2 separate regions of the Zea mays genome follow, and region 1 is linked to region 2. A link is a contact called in public Hi-C data. All regions are on one chromosome and are shown on one strand. The core of a region is the stretch at or near the end of the contact, and the rest is flanking DNA. Distances in the headings are between cores, read along the strand shown. Region 1 holds the start of LOC100383547. Region 2 has its middle 160 kb from the start of TRNAK-CUU.

Evidence for each region. Hi-C and Micro-C count contacts between places; a contact is called where the count stands out from the background.
Region 1: a contact with region 2 is called in a Hi-C map of leaf, with 5 times the contacts expected there. The contact joins the promoter of LOC100383547 here to the enhancer-like site in region 2. A contact is called at or near these places in 2 of 25 Hi-C or Micro-C datasets (ear and leaf).

The regions. Positions count from the first base shown.
Region 1 is chr7:82,934,477-82,937,176 of Zm-B73-REFERENCE-NAM-5.0, reverse strand. LOC100383547 reads right to left here and starts at 1,278. Exons shown (of 5, transcript NM_001368208.1): 1 at 721-1,278; 2 at 1-602. The coding sequence starts at 1,266.
Region 2 is chr7:82,693,747-82,696,446 of Zm-B73-REFERENCE-NAM-5.0, reverse strand. No RefSeq gene overlaps it. Among protein-coding and RNA genes, the nearest start is that of TRNAK-CUU, 160 kb to the right of the region's middle. Within about 2 kb of position 1,271, at least 9 of the 20 cell types and tissues checked have an H3K27ac peak or open chromatin away from gene starts, as enhancers often do. A contact at or near this core is called in leaf, where this site is marked.

The DNA of each region.
Region 1 (2,700 bases), core at 29-2,528, 240 kb before region 2:
TCGGTGACCACCATGGTGCCCGGGTGCTCGCCCAGCACGATGGCCGACATGAGCGCGATGAGGCGGTCGCCGTTGATGGCCGCGCCCCCGGCGTCCACGACGCCGCTGCGGTCCACGTCGGTGTCGAAAACGACGCCCAGGTCCGCGCCCTGCGCCAGCACGGCGCCGCGGGTGAGCGACATGGCGGTGGCGTCCTCCGGGTTGGGTATGTGGTTGGGGAACCTGCCGTCGGGCTCCAGGTGGAGGCTGCCCGTGGTGTCGGCCCCCAGCTTCTCCAGCACGTCCCAGGTGAAGAACCCGCCGCAGCCGTTGCCCGCGTTCACCACCACCTTGAAGCCCCTCAGTGGGGTGTCGTAGTGCGTCGGGTGCGCCACGCGCTGCTTGATGATGTCGCGGAGGTGCTGCGCGTAGGCGCTCATCAGGTCCACGCGCATCACCACCGGCGGCGTGCCCCTGCCGCCGCCGCCGACTCCCGTCTTCCGCGCCACGTACTTGTGCGCTGCGCGGTCGCAGATGTTCTCGACGTCGCCGGAGGTGAGCCCGCCGCGCTTGGTGAAGAACTTGAGGCCGTTGCGGGTGTAGGGGAGGTGTGACGCCGTCATCTGCATGCATGCAACTCCGATCCGAACGTAGTAATTGACAAGTGAAACACATGCATTGCATGGCATGCACGCACACCAACACGACGCAAACGTAAAATACGTATCATTACTTCACTACCATAATAGAGCCGTCATAGTTGAAGCGTGGCAGTATGGTGCTCATGAAGCAGGCCGGCGTGGTGGCGAGCCCCATGTCGAAGACGGAGCAGCCCGCCCTGGCGAGCCCCGCGAAGAGCGCCGCGCTGAGCCGCGGCCCCGACAGCCTCGGGTCGCGGCCGACGGACACACGCAGCTGCTCGGGCTCCTGGCCCCGGAGCCGGAGCTCCTCCTCTCGCAGCCACTCCCCGAAGCTCTCGGCGATGGCCTCGACCGCCAGCGGCGTGAGGTCCACGGCCCGGCCTTTCTCGCCCTCCAGCGCGACGCCCCGCACGTCCGACCCGTTCTGCAGCCGCCTGATACTGTCGCCCTCTTCTCCCCCTGCCTGTGCCACGCCCGCGGGCTGCCCACGGGAGCTCGCCGCCGTGGCCCTTGTCGTCACCTGCTGCCCAAAGCTTCGTGTCTTCCAGGACAGCAGAGGAGGAGGGCAGCACCGCGCCGCGCCGCGGCTCGTGTGCTTGCATGATGATGGCTGCACAGTTGCCGGCGAAGTGGTGACCATGGCCATAGCATGCAACTGTAGTCACGCACGCACGAGTCAAAAATTGCTAATGCATGAATCATCGGACACCGGAAAAGATATACGCGCCGATCTCGGCAAGAAAGAGATTATTTGGCAGCCGGCGGAAGGATATGGATATTTTGGGTGCAGGCCAGGACACCAGGAGTTCGTCGGGATGCTGCGGACTTGATGATAGAGCGTGTGGGGTGGAGGCGTGTGATAGCTAATTCTGTGGTGCCGCCAATCTGCCACGTCCACACGTGGGCGAAAGAAGAAATTTTTTTGGGTTACAAGTTATACCTATGCTTATATTGATATTGAAAGCGACTAAAGTTCACAAAGTAAAAGCTGAGGTTACTAGCTCACTCTAGCGTACTGTAGAAAAGGACATCAATAATACCGATTGAAAAACTGACTACGGCACCAGATCCCCCAATCTATATTGGGTAATTAGGACTAAAGACGTCAATATTTAATTCGACTGTATGACTTGCTACTAAACCATTAATACCAGTCGTTGGCTTGAACAAGTTGATAGCCATCTAGCGGGGTGAATAGACGAAATCTAAAATTTAATCATTTAACCAAAACTTGATCCCAAATTAGTCGGTTAGAGCAAGTGGTAAGTTAATCGAAATTAGGGGGATAAGTTTTTCTTGAAATTGTTGCTCTAATGAGTGAGGAATAAATTTGGGAGCAACACAAATGATTTGAATTAAAGATCAAAGCAAGAGAACTTAGAGAGGAAGAGGAAAAACAAATCTCAATCATACAAACACAAGTGACATGACAATTTATTTACCAGAGTTCGGTTTCTAAATGAAACCTAAGTCTCTGTTGAGATGTCCCAAGGGACTAGGTCTCTTTACACCCTCTCAAACGATTCCGAAGATCAAACTTGAGTCCTCTCACTTTTCTCAATTCGATCGAGTGACCAGAGCCTCTGCAAGGCGCTCCACAAGTTTGGAGGCTCTTGCTAGCTTTATAATCTCAATGTGAGTCAAAAAAACTCGAAGCACAAGACCATAGCACACACTCTTCTCCATTGCTCTCTCATAAGGCACTATCACAAATAACACTAGAATGGTTGTCACTTGTTTAATTCTCTCTATTGTGGCACTTGTGAGGCTTTTTATCTCTTGGGAGTGTTACTCTAACTTGTAGGAGTTATTGCTCAGTTCTTGTGTATTGAATAGTCTAGTTGAGGGTATATTTATAGCCCTCAACCACCCAAATATAAGTTGGGAACAATCCCCAAAACTGCACTTTTTGTGGATGCACCTGACCGCCTACAGTATAGGTCCAACTCACCACGAGACTTCTGCCATGCTGGTGAGATCAGTGACCATTTTGACGAAAAGTTATCTTGTTAGTGGCACTGGACTGGTCCAGTGCACTACCAGACCCTACCACATGTGACGCCACGTTTGATAGAGGCGA
Region 2 (2,700 bases), core at 22-2,521:
GTGAACGACTCACACGGTGAGGTTGACGCACGGCCCCGTCTGTCAGCGCGCCCGTTAGGCCTGGGTGGGCTGCGCTCGGGCATGATTGGTGGGCCGAGCGCAGGGTTTCGGCCCAGGAGGGTGTTTTCTCTTTTTCTTTTATATTTCCCCTTTTCTTTTCTTTTCTTTTCCTTTTTATTTCTAAATTCATAATTTAGATTCCCATTTAAATTCAAATTTCGTGGTAGATTTATTTTCACATTAATTGCCCAACTTAAACATGGCATGGTGAATTTATTTATTTTTTATATTTATTTTGTGATAACTAATGCTTCTCTTTCTCCAATTCTAGAATTCCAAATTTAGGACTAAATTCCCAATTTGAACATTGATGTCTTTCTATAGATTTTTATTACTAATATATGCACACACAATTAAACTCCAACATGATGCAATAGATATATGTTTATTTCAAATATTTTATTTGTTTGGTAGATGTTTGAAATATGAAACACTCTCATATTGTTTTCTTTCTTTTTAGAAAAATAGTATTTTGAATGTGGGACAAGAGTTAAAAGTTACTTCAAAATTAAATATTCATGTAAATAAATGCTTATGGAGCATCATCATTAAAATGCATAATCATTTAGAATAGAAAGCTTTTCCATTACTTCTTTTCTAAAATAATTCTTGGTTTTCAAAATTCAGTCCTCAATTTTCAATACTCAAGTATAATTTGAGATATCTGAATCTACTATTTTATCTCCTCATATATTTATTTTATTATTATTATTTTTTATTATACAGATTTTGGGCCTTACAATAACCCTTTAAGGTTAACTCAACTAATCTTCTTAGGCTACCAAGTTGTAGTAAGTTTATGATTTGCATGTTTTTACTTGCAAAACTACTCCTAATCTCACTTGGTATTAAAGGGTTTAATTCTTTGGACTTATTATTGGTTTCCTAGTCAAACAGTGTCCAAACAAGTTCAAACTTCACTTAAGGTTTAAAACAAACATATTAAGTCTACCCAAAAAGTTTTATGATTTCTATGACTATTAAACTATTTCTAAAATTCTAAGAGGCTCTGCTTAAGTACTTTTAAATGCTACATAATTTATGGTTTGAAATAAAAATCCCATGTTTTTATCACCTTTCTACTATTCTTAATGGATTTCACAAGCTATTAGTAAAAAGAAAAGGAAAAACTCATAAACAGAATTGGGCCGAAACTGGGCCAAGGTGGCCCAAACCCACGCAGATCGCGCGCACGTCCGCGCCTGCATACTACTTTGCATCGAGCCCCCTGGGTATTCGAATAACTAGTAAGGAATTCTTGAGCTCTATCCATATGTCTCACCAACACATTAGTTAAACGTCTCCGTTACTTTTCTCCTTCACAAACTCGAGCCCTCGGTCAGACACCGGTCGAACACCTAGCCGAGGCTACCTGAAGATGTTGTCGGCGACCTCCTCTCGAGGTAGCGATCACCTGAGCCCTATTTCCGAGCCTAACCGACCCTTACCCCAAGGATAATTGAGCCCCTTGGTTCATAGTCGTGGCTACTCACGTTCATGGCGGACACCGAGGATGACCAAGCTCGGTTCCGGGGTTTGGGTGGGGTAGAGTTCAAATTAGGGACAAAGTGAGCATCACAAGCATGTCTAACTTGGGAACAGCGGCAGGGACAACCGGAGGAAAGCCCGGGTTGGCTATCCATGTGGCGATGGTCCACGGCAGTGTTCGGTGATGACAAGTCGGTGTTCCAGCTAGTTTACTACTGTAGAGTTCAATCGATCAAGCTAGTGGGCAAAAGAAGATCCTAAGGACACAAGAACATTGACCAAAGAGGAATGAACCAACCTGGATTACTCTGGCCACATCAAGGTGTATCACAGCAGTGCTGGTGACCGTTCTCGGGAAATCCCGGTAAGCTTAGGCTATGGTGGATGAAACGAAGTAGTGAGCAGCGGGCTAGGTGCGTAATAGAGAGGCAGAGCAGAGAGGGCACTCAATTTAAAAGGATTGGCCACCTGCTTTGCGAATTTGAGATGGGATTGAACTCCATGGCGGCAAGATTTTTCACTGGTCTATGCTTCGTGGTGCGCAGTAGTGCAATGGCTCACGAAGGGGTAACTTGCTATCTAACACGGTCATGGCGACATGGTGAATTGATCCCTGGCGTGGCACAACCGAGGAAGCCGGCAGCCACCAAGGTGACGGCCGCTCGACCACGTCGCTGGCATGTGAGCACGACAGCGCAGAGCCCGAATTCAACCCCCTCGAGATCTTTTCACCCTTCTGCCGATCTTTTTACTCACCGTGTACACGCTGTCCTTAGACTTGCGCAAATCACGGCGCCAAGCATGGATCATGGCGCAAGACACACCAGCGGCAAGAAGGATCTTCTTCAGTTGATTGTTCGTGTCTAAACACCATTTGGTTTGTCTGATAGGCCAAGTTTGGGAGCCTTTTTCTCCAAAATTCACACGACACTGGACCCAACTGCTTCTAAGAAGTTTGCTCACCAATGTAAGGGCTTCAAGTTTTCCATAAGGATCATAGTCATTTTCTCAATTGATCAAGCATAAAACGGCTCAAAAGTTAAGGAAATGTCATTGAATTCATGTTTTTAGTAAAGCTTCCAGTCTGATATCCATACTTTAGACGTGCTTTGCACTAGGTTTCATATGGTTTAGGGCTAGGTCACTTAAGTA